2 separate regions of the Hordeum vulgare genome follow, and region 1 is linked to region 2. Evidence: chromatin contacts called from public Hi-C data. All regions are on one chromosome and are shown on one strand. Each heading gives the region's core, a stretch centred on a gene start, on an enhancer-like site or on the middle of the called end of the contact. The rest is flanking DNA. Distances are from core to core; before and after follow the strand shown.

Region 1 (5,456 bases), core at 2,611-5,110, 280 kb after region 2:
TACTTAAAAGTAGCCTTCATTTTGAAGCTTCGGTCAAGATTTCTGCTTAAGCATCTTTTGTGGCTGATGGTGACTACTGATTAGACGTGGACGCGGGCTCGGCGTTGTCACCACCATGTCGCTGATGTCTGTCAGGGCGAGCTGATTGATGCGGCCGCCTTACAAGGCTGCACTTCACGCCAATGGACTGGCATCACCAAGCGCACATGCGGGCATCATGAGCTTGGTGTCCATGGACATGCTGAGGAGCAACATGAGGCAACGTATCTTAAGTTCTGCCAACGTATCTGAATACCGGGCATGTAACCTCTATAGAGGTGTCCTTGAAGATTTGCTTTGAAAAAATTCAGTCCCTCCCTGGATCAAGCCGCTGCTTATTCTTCTTAGGAACATCACCTTTTTGAGATGAACCACCAGTCCACAACTCATTCAAACTTTGTTTGGAATTGAAAAGGAGCATGAGCAAATCGTTGGATGGTTCAAATTATTTTGAGGCTTGAACATTTTCTGCTCCCCCAATTTCAATGTAGTGGCTGGAGTATATATATATGTACTATTGTGATCTTTAGAAGAGAAAAATTCATATTGATGCACACTGTTAAAAGGTTCTACACTATCTGCCGATTTGTACCAACTACTGCACTGACCTGAGAAGAGTCAAAAAACAGTTTTCTCTTATACCCCAAAAGGTATATTTGTTTAAGAGGTTCACCTGGCTTGAACTACAAGCTACTGATGGATGGTAGGTCAGAGCTTGAGCTCGAGACAAATACAAGGAAGGTGAGGAGGAGGCGAGGGAGTGGAGCCAACGACGGCTTGGATGAAAGAAGAGCAGTGGCCGGCGACGCAGATGAAGGCGAGGAGGAGGCGAGGGAGTGAAGCAGACGACAACGTGGATGAAAGGAGAGCAGTGGTCGGTGCCGCAGATGAAGACGAGGAGGAAGTGAGGGAGTGGGGCAGACGACAGTGTGGATGATAGGCGAGCAGTGGCCGGTGGCACAGATGAAGGCGAGGAGGAGCCGGTGTGGCGGATCAAGGGAGAGAGCACCGCCGGCGGCGGGGACGCACATATGGGAAAGAGTTTGTGCGTTGGGAGAGGGAGGTGAGAGCACCAAGCCAGGATGCGGCTTGGCTCGGCCCAGCCATGGAGCTGGCGTTGCAGACTCCCCGCTGGCCTCCTTGGCAATACATGTTGCGCCTGTAGGTATTTTTATATCCTTCCCACCTCTTGTTCTCTTCTCACCTAGCTTCATGTACTCTGTCTTATTTCACTACTCTTTGTGTCATAAATGTTCCTGAATTGGTCTTTGTAGTGGTTGGGTGCTTCCACAAAGCGTGCGACTGTAGCAAGATGTAGTTCTCGATAAATCGCTATTAGGTGTTCTCTTCTCTGTCGGTTTTTTGTTTCTCTGGTTTTGATTTCCTAATATTCAGTTTATCTAAACACTACAATCTGTCAAATCTGAGAGAGAAAAGGAACAGAAGAACCGAGTAGAAGAATTTGATCTCCTACGTACACATATGAACGGCAATATGCGTGCATAAATTAGCTCCAGTTTCATATCAGCTTAAAAGAGTACATGTTTTCATAATTTGGTGGTTGATAAATGGAGGAAAGTTCCAGGTAAAAGGATGTGGTAGAGGGCGTTTCTCTTGTTGGGGTTGCCCTGGATGTGAGAATCCTACTTGGTGAAAGTCATCGGTGTGTTTCTCTGCCTTATGTCATTTTGTACAAATATATGGAAGGTTTGCTCTGCCTTATATCATTTCTTATTACACATGGCAAAGCTATACTCTAGAATTAATCATTATCAACCACTTTATAAAGAAAAAATGTGACTATTTTAGCAGCCATATGTTCATGATGTGAAATAGGTTGTAACTTTGTAGCATCCCATATGTACTAGACAATACAACAATATTTATCCCGTTTCAACACGGGACTATAGTATTTATTAACACTGTTGCCGCTATAAAGGAAAGGTACATATTCTTTCATATCTTTTTATTTTATGTCGTTGTGTAGTTTGGGTGTTTCCTTTTGATTTCTATGTTCTTAAATGATCGTAAGTGATATTTTGCTACTAGATGTAGGGTTTTATAGTGCCTTTTGGACAGTGCAATACATCATATGTCCTACAAAGGAGAAATATTTTTCCTCTGTCGGCCTACATATAAATTTTCCAAGTTATGCTAGCTAGCATATGTTGCAACCAAAAAAAATGGATCAATTTCAGTTGTGCAGGCATAGCATACGCTTGATCAGCTTTCTTTTCTCGAGAGAAAGGTATGCTTTAAACAAAAAGGATTTGATCACAACTTGTATTAATAAATCTCCTCGCTGTTCCCAACAATGCACTTAATATTTTTGCAGGAATATATGTTGTGCGAATCAAATAAGTGTCTTAGAAGAAAAGTAAGATTCCTTGCAAAATAGTATAGGACAAAGCTCTCGCTGCTCCTAATTCTGGATTCTGCATAATTAACAAACATAGTAAACTTGCTTGCTTTTTGCATATTCCTTCAGTTTATTAACTAACAACAAGGACACTGCAAAGGTGCTATATTCCTTCAGTTTATTGTAATTCTCCTTGTGAAAGCCTTTCTTGTACGCCAAAGTTTGTGTAGCTAGCATGATTGGTATGATTCGAATCTTGATTTATAGACCTGTGAATTGTCCATGTTTTATCTTTTTTATAATTTATTTATATTCCGTTTGCAAGAGCAAACTTATACTCTTCAAATCTTGTTTGAAGAATGGTTGTGGCGTAAAACAGGTAACATGATCGCTTTTTTTGTGCTAACTCCAGCTTCACACCAGAGGTTACATACATAGCAAAGAAGATTCGTGATGTTGGCTCTAAGTATATATATTTTATCTATGAGCGACCAAAAATGACGATGCGGTTACATCGCCCAGTATAGTTGGCTCATTATATTTGGGTATACTATAGCTAGGAAATACTATATAATTCTATTTTACATCATTGTTTGAGTCTTTTATTTGTGTACAAACTAATGGCAAAGCCGACGGCAAGTGAAAGGAAGTACAAACCACCTTATATTATTTCTGAAGGAAATGTTGCGAGGGACACGGTCATGCTTCATTAACATTGACAAGCATGAGGATTATTGGAGAAAGGAAGTAGTTGAAAATGGCATGTGGGGGCGCGGAGAGTCTATGATTTAATTTTATTTCATTGTGAAGATTGATGGACTGTCATGACAAAACATAGGGTGTGTCTTGGAGTGTAAAGGTAATTATTTCACATGTTAGGAAAATCCTTTTTTTAATCCATAGCAACAAACGGATATATAGCTATTCCTACCCATACTATTTATGACATGACTGATGGGTGAATGGTGATATGCCATGCCATATGATGCTCACCTCATATAAATGAAGGCTCCACATCCCCAACCTGCTATGACTTTGATAATGGGTGTAAACAACGGTTACATGAAGAGTTGATGCCGACATGGTGAAAGGGCATCGACGGTAGAATGTAAGAGAAAAGATGACAAGTATAGATAGTATGTATGGAAGAAGGAGCTGATGCACGACTAGAGGACGTGATGATGAACTTATCACTTCTCCAGAAAAGAGAAGAAAAGGCTATGTGTGCTTATATAAAGGAAAATCTATATGTCATTCCGTGGCAACGCACGGGTATTTAACTGGTTGCTGGGAAGGGCAGCATGGTAAACTCTCTCGGCGCTTCCCACCGACCGACGGCCTCCTTTTCAAAGCCCCTAGCGCACTCCACGGGTACACAAAACACCAGGGCAGTGGCGAGACAGTAAATAAGCGCAGCATCCAGTGTCAGTTCCTCAACCCGCCCTCGGTCATTTAAACCCCGCATTCCGCAGTTGTGCCTTTTCCTGGCGTCCATTCCCCCACTCGCTGCAACTGCTCCAGGGAAAAAAGGGAGTGAGCCGCGGAACAAAAATTCTCCATCGCTTCCGACTCCTCGATCCAGTCGGAGCGGCGCCGGAACGAATGCGGGAAGCGGAGGCCGCCGCCGCTCCATCTGGTGAGGCATTCGTCTGCTCTGTCTTCGTTTTTCTCGGATGTTTTTGGTGCGGCCTCCTCGGACCTGGGTGGGGGGTTAGCTTGCTTCAGCTCGAAGCGTGAGGCAGTGGGTCGATGAGCAGGCGCTGTCGCCTCCGGAATCTGGATCCGCCTTCTTCCGTTCTGTTTTTTTTAGGAGCCAGGAATAGTGGTCGAGTTGGTCCTGCCTGGATCTCTAGGGCTTTGGATTTTTGTCCTTGAGGGATTTGTGGTTTTTTGGATCCGGGAGCCCCCGCGGTTCCGATCACTGTCCATTTCGGATTCAATGCGTCCAGTGCTTAGTTTGGTAGCTCAGGTGAAAGATCTGTACTGATGTTACTAGAATTTTGTCTTTTGGGTTTGAATTGTATCTGTTTTTCTGCTTCTCTGATCTATGAATCTGGTTGCGTTAACTAAGGAAGTTGAGGCATACTTCGCTCGTACCACATGCTGTTTAATTGCTAGAAGCCTATAAGTTTGTCTCTGCTGTGGGAACATAATCAAGCGGAATGAATGACTTAGGTGTGGAGTTGGTTCGGTGAATACATGCACAATCAGTTTGCTCTATGCTTGGTTGGCACCCCCATGCTGAAAAATAACCTGCATATTTCGGCGTGGAACATTTAATCAGTTATTATAGATGTTGACATGTTATCGTTTGTGACCTTGGCAGTCGCATTATCTCTCTTCTTTGTTATCTGTTCCCTTTTGCAAGCTTTGTGACGTTTGTGCTGATATTCCTCTTGTCAGGTATTTGAAGTGGACGAGGAGCTGATTCGATCTATAAAAATTGTAGTATAGGAGTTGGGGTCTGCGCTTGTAGTTGTGGGCAAAATGGAGAGGAGAGTTGCTGGCGACGTGGAGCTTGATTCTGCAGTGTTCCAAGTGTCCTTGACCAAAAACAGGTGATACACTCGTTCACAGCTAATTGAGCTTATGAAGTGTGGTTCAGATTTTCGTCGCTGCATTTGGCTGAAAACTGTGTTTCATGGATATGGCATATTGAGTCTTTTATGATTCACAATCTCTGATATAAGTTCTGACTCGCCCAGTATTGTGAAACCTTTCCGTCATCAGGTATGAGGCAATTGCTTGTAATGGGGAGAGCGCCGAATCAGTAGCATCTGGTCCTTTTGACCAACTAGTCCTGCACTTGGAAGATGCCAAAAATTTCCAATCACGTTCATCAAGTGGCTCTTTTAAGCTGTTATTGTCTGGGGATGGAAAAGGCTCTACCTGGTTCACAAAATCCACCTTAGAGAGGTATTTCACCTTGACCTTTTTCTAGTTCCTTTTGTTTCTTACAGTTGTAATTTTAACTAAATTGAACATCCCTACCAGATTCCTACATATCGTAAATTCGCCTGATGCATCAAAAACGGCGAATGGAATTTTACAGGAAATG
Region 2 (6,067 bases), core at 338-2,837:
TAAGTACGAGGAAAAAAAAGTTCTCGAAACATATCAACATGGATCTAGTTTTGAAGATTTCGTCGAAACAAAGTCAACGGCGAAAACGGATCATCGACCGATTTAACGGTTTAAGAGATAAAAGTTTTTTAATTTCGATCATATAAAACGAATCTGATGACATCATGTATGCATGCATGCCAAAAGTGAACAACCAAGCCGCGGGATGTCCATCGTGCAGCGCTTCTATATAGAATTTTCCAAGAAAAAGATGTGTTGGTTGAAATTTAAGATGCGCCAAAAATGTCTTTCCATATGATATTCGACACCGTTAGCTGAAAACTGGAGGAAGGAATAACTCTACGTTTTGTTTGGATGTAGACATTGAAGGTTTTGGCACTGAATTGGCTCGAATGCCAAATATTCAAGACATGGATATCGATTCCACGATTGAATGTCTTGTGCAACCAAACAACGATATTCACGCTACCGAGTGCCAAAGTTAAAATATGGCCCTCAATACAACATCCAAACGGAGCGTCTGAGTCCGAGTGATTCACACCTGTTCTTTCTTTTGAGGGCACGTGCATGATGCGTGGACAATCGTATGAGATGCCATTCTTAAATTTGATTTGATGGAATATTTAAGCCAAGGCAAGACAAGAGCGTCTATCTAGCCGGGGCCGTAGGACCACTCGACCATATTGTATGGAAGAAATAATAAACAACACAGTAAAGATAAAATCGACCCTGGAGCTGGAGGGCATGAGCATTGAGCCGTCCGAAGTACGTACTGCAGTAAAGATATTCGCTCCACGAAAAAAATTGTCTGAAGAAAGATTCATCTGCCAACGGGAACGACGCCTGTCTATTTCCATATAAAACCCGCCACCCTGCGGTGGATGCGCCTAAGCAAAGAGCGAAACATGGCATGTGCGGCCGTGCGGTGCGCACGACCCGCCCAGTTCACGCCCGACTCCCGCCGGTGGATTTCCTATGGCACCGCACGGCCCGCCGAGTTCACGCCCGACTCCCGACGGTGGATTTCCTATGGCTGCCTGCAGGTTCTTGTTTGCCTTTGCGTACTACCAACACACCCTTGACTTCTCTAGCAACGTTGTGTTGTTCGCAAGGTGTCCTGTCGTGATCTAGCGAGTCACGGTCTGTGACGATCAATCGGTCGAGGTGGAATGCTAGAAAGTCCGTTTTAGTGCGCCTAGCCTAAGAAAACGTCACGGGCCGGGCATGACGCCGTCGATGTACACTGCACACCCAACAGCCTCCTCAGCCCCGGCTCGGCGTTATTGCGGTTCGTGGAGTGTGATTTTGTGCTGGCAGACGATACTAATCGGGCTAGGCCACGTTAACATCAGTACTATGTAGTGGCGGTACGTTGAAGCGGGGTCAGGGAAGTTAACCCACGCAATCACTGTGGTACCACAGACAGGCAGGTGAGACCACACGGACCAACATTTACAACCAGAAAGAATTTCACGAGGCAGGACCGACAGAGACTTTTGGCAAAGCCAACTCCTACGGTACCCGACCCCTGGGGTGCGGTTGGGCGGCAGGCACATGGGACCGTGCGGTGCGAGGTGGACGTGCTTCGGAAGGAAACTGGCGGGCGGCACGTGGGCCGGGTAGACGGGGTGGCGGAAACCGGATGCAGGTGGGGGGCGAACGTGGCGTCTCGTCCTTGAGCTACGCTCGTGCCCTCGTGGGTCGTATACCGTTACTACGAAGCTGACCGCGGTGTCACCCGTCCTTTCCGCGGAGACCCATGAATCATGGCAGTGACGGCTTTTATTTTATTTCTACCCATCCCATGTACAACCTTTTGGATGGAGTAATCAGAATTTAAAATATATTTTTTTGTAAATTAACATATAATTGAATGGTTAGAGAGATAGTGGTATCCTCGTCTTATGATGGTTCAAGACCTCGTGCTTGCATTATTTCTGACTTTATTTTAGGATTTTCAGCAATATGCTTCATAAGATGATATGTCGGCTCAGTCTGTCGGAGGTGTTTATAAGGATAAGGTGTGCATGTATACGTTCATAGAAATGAATGTATGTGCATGTATATAAGCATTTGCGTTTGCAATGTGTTAAAAAATGTAAATTTTCTTCTGTATTCGTTCGCTCAGAGGGTAGTGAGTCCAAGAACACGGATGCACGAGGACGATATTCAACGCTAATTAGTACTATGTTTATGAGTAAATTTAAATTTAAATATACTGCGATTTGATTCACATAGTGCCTTGCATGTGGATTGTATGCCCCATCACAAAAAAATAAGGCAAATTTGCTTAGTTTTTATATGTCCGATTCCAAAAGAACATCAGTCCGTGCATTTGTTCCTTGTCGAACCGACAATCCCACCGAGTTGCTCCCCGATAAAGGAGGTGTCGTCGCAGCTGCGTAGGCAGCCACCTCGTCCTCCCTGCCGCGTCCTCATACTTCGTCGTCGCCACCAACTCATCTTTCTATCGCTCCAACATCTGGTACTGATAAGATTGCACGATGACTCTTACAGTGGCATCCCAAGAGTTGACATTGAATGTCAACATATTGGCGTCCTCCGCATTGGTGGCGATCTTCACCCTCTTTTTCTCGAGCGCGGCCTTCCTCTCTTCAAGCGTGGTCCTCCTTTCTTTGAGAGCGAGCTTCCTGTGTGTCGCGTCCATCAACTACTTGAACCACTCCGCCTTCTCCTCCTCCTTGCTCTCCGAGCGCCTCATGCATGCCTGCTCCTTCGTCAAGATGTCCTCGAACTTCTCCGTCATATTTTGTCATCGTACCGTCTCGCTTTGCCCTCTCCTCCCACTTCTCCCCCGCAGGTTTCTTCTAACCTTCTTCGACGGTTGTTGGGTTGGGTCGATAAGGTCATTGATTTCTTCTTTGTTGGCTTGGACGACGGTCTTGGCAATGAAAAGGTTCCAATTCGGTTGTTCATTCAACTTCAACCAACAATGCATGACGGTGAATGACTTCTTCTCCAACTTCTTGTACACCACACAAGCATGAGTAGGCTACAAAGTGAAACAATACAGACAGTGCATATTCCTCTAACCATCAACAAAATAATACATGTTTCGCTAATTATAACAAAACTAAAGCATATTCGTCTAGTGATCAACTTACTTGCTCAGTAATTTGTGCAGCGCTAGGCCACTATGCGATTAGATGCTCCAAGTGGATGCAATACTTGGACACAACTTCTTGGATGGTGTACCATGGATGGATGCGGGACTTCTTATTAGAGTTATTTCAAATATTCTATAGAAGGTAGGTTACAATTAGACTTTTAGTTTTATTATGTTTAGACACGGCATGAGACGTGTTCTAATAGGACACTTGTACCCTTGGTCTCTTATATAATGAGAATGTAGAGACACGATGTAAATTATGCCAACATAATAGCACAAACACGCATGGAAACCTACGACGTGTGTCGGCGCCAGAGAGATTGGGGTGTAGTATTGTAACGATGTCACGGGGAGGAGTGCCCCTAATCAGGCCCCGAGGATGTAGCCATATTGATGAACCTCGTTCACAAATCTCGGTTTCATGCCTTGTTTGATTCCTTGGTCCTCGATAGATCGACATTGCGTCTCGAAATTATTCTAACACGTGGTATCAGAGCAAGGTTTAAAGAAGTTCGTGAAATTGATCTATAAGAGGAAGATTTGATGTCATTATCATCATTAGTGTGGAGTCACAATAGACAAAAAGTAACCTGAAGATGTTGCGAGATCCAAGAAAAGGATCGCATGATAGCAACGTACGACATGTGCTAAAGCCGGCTCAGCGAGATTGGAGGGCAGCGCAGCGGTGTATCATTTAAACATCAGCATGCAGATTGCTCGTGGAGCACACGACTAACCAGGTCGTGTTGGGCTGAGCCGAGCGGTGGAGCACACCGCCGCCCGATACATCTTCTCATGCGGATTCTCTACGAGGGTCAGTGATGTCTAGGGTTAGGCTCTGTTTGATCTAGGGTTTCGAATAGGGGCTTTTTTGGGTCTGTCTGGCACGATTTGAACTTGCATGTTGAATCTAGATCCCAACTACAATCGAGGACCCTAAGAACGCTCGTGTTGATGATGATTTGATGGTGATGTGTGAGCATGGCAAGCCGACCAAGAAGTTGGTTGCATTCGAAGGGATTAGCACTGTGAGGAGGTTCCTTGCTTGTTCACTGGATGTAAGTTGGAGCGAATTTTACCTTTTTAGTTAATAGCCAATACTTTTAGCAGAATAGTTGGATTGTTCATATGCACTGTTTAGTGTTCATCTTCACTGTTCACTATTCATCTTTACTGTTCAGTGGTCATCTTTACTGTTGAGTGTTCATCTTTACAGTAAGTAAATTCCTACTATTTGTTTTGCGGCAGGCAAGCAGTTGTGATATAGTTCAGTGGATAGATGAGGCGTGGATAGAGCACTTGTAGAATGCTCTTCACAAACTCTGGCTGATGTATGAGCAAAGCAAGCATGATAATAGGATGGCATGCCTCGATCATTCATATATTGTCCACAATCTCACAGAGCATAAAAACAAGTTGCAGGAGACTTATGAGAAGCTTGTGGAATATGTGGACAACCTCCTTAATTAACATGATAACCTACCACAGCCAGGTCACCAGAAGGATGTTGAGAACACTACAATCAGTGTGGACAGCAGCATGGGAAACATGAATGAACAAATTGTTGCAAAGGATGGTGAGATCACTACATTGAAGGCTGATGTTGACCAGTTGAAGTTCAATCATGTTGCTCAAGGCAATTGCATTACAAATATGAAGCACAATCATCTTAAATAGAAGGAAAAGGTGAGCACTGATAACAGGTCTCTGAAGTTTTTCCTGGGCTGACCTGAAGAAAGAGAAGGAGAAGCTGGATGGATGCATTGTTGAGATGATGAAATACAAGGAGAAGTAGAGCATTAAGAAGTGTGCTATGGAGTGCTGCATTGCTAACCCGAAGAAAGCAGGTGAAAATAACAAGAGGAAGCTGAAGGAGATCAAGTGTATTTGTGATGAAGAGTAAATTGTGATGTGACATGACCACGTGGGTCATTATCTTTATTTAAGCTTTGAAATATGGCTTGCAATGTGTGAACTTTGAATCTCATCATGGGTTACTTTTGTAGCTTTGAACCATGGCTTGTATGTTGTTTGTTAAGTAAGTTTATAGTGTTATGTGATGAATTGTGTGTGATGAATTGGAGGCACACATATTACGAAACAGTAATAAAATAGGAGGCACACATGTTAGCAAGGCAAAAGCATCAAAGTAACCATCAAATCCACTAGGTACCTTACATCAAAGGTCTCATGACAACTGATGACCCACAAGTATAGGGGATCAATCGTAGTCCTTTCGATAAGTAAGAGTGTCGAACCCAACGAGGAGCAGAAGGCTCTGATAAACGGTTTTCAACAAGGTAATAACTGCAAGCACTGAAAGTAGCAGTAACAAGTGATGGTGTAGTGAGGTGAAACGTAGCAAGTGAAAAGTAACAAGTAACAAGTAGTAGCAACGGTGCAGCAAAGTGGCCCAATCCCTTTTTTAGCAAGGGACAAGCCTGAACAAAGTCTTATAGGAGGAAAAACGCTCCCGAGGACACACGGGAATTTCGGTCATGCTAGTTTCATCATGTTCATGTGATTCGTGTTCGTTACTTTGATAGTTTGATATGTGGGTGGACCGGCGCTTGGGTACTGCCCTTACTTGGACAAGCATCCCACTTATTATTAACCCCTCTCTCAAGCATCCGCAACTATGAAAGAAGAATTAAGACAACGTCTAACCATAGCATTAAACTAGTGGATCCAAATCGGCCCCTTACGAAGAAACGCATAGACTGGGGTTTAAGCTTCTGTCACTCTAGCAACCCATCATCTACTTACTACTCCCCAATGCCTTCCTCTAGGCCCAAATATGGTGAAGTGTTATGTAGTCGACGTTCACATAACACCACTAGAGAAAAAGACAACAAAAAGCATATCAAAATACGGAACGAATACCAAATTCACATGACTATTATTAGCAAGACTTATCCCATGTCCTCAGTGTTGGAA

The links. Hi-C and Micro-C count contacts between places; a contact is called where the count stands out from the background.
Region 1: a Hi-C map of leaf shows a contact between it and region 2, with 4 times the contacts expected there. The contact joins the promoter of LOC123448731 here to the enhancer-like site in region 2. A contact is called at or near these places in 1 of 6 Hi-C or Micro-C datasets (leaf) and 1 of 1 datasets of contacts at active chromatin or transcription factors (embryo).

The regions. Positions count from the first base shown.
Region 1 is chr4H:400,491,004-400,496,459 of MorexV3_pseudomolecules_assembly, forward strand. LOC123448731 (COP1-interacting protein 7-like) reads left to right here and starts at 3,861. Exons shown (of 11, transcript XM_045125718.1): 1 at 3,861-4,034; 2 at 4,802-4,956; 3 at 5,129-5,314; 4 at 5,393-5,456. The coding sequence starts at 4,886.
Region 2 is chr4H:400,215,969-400,222,035 of MorexV3_pseudomolecules_assembly, forward strand. No RefSeq gene overlaps it. Among protein-coding and RNA genes, the nearest start is that of LOC123448729, 160 kb to the left of the region's middle. Within about 2 kb of position 1,588, at least 3 of the 3 cell types and tissues checked have open chromatin away from gene starts, as enhancers often do. A contact at or near this core is called in leaf, where this site is marked.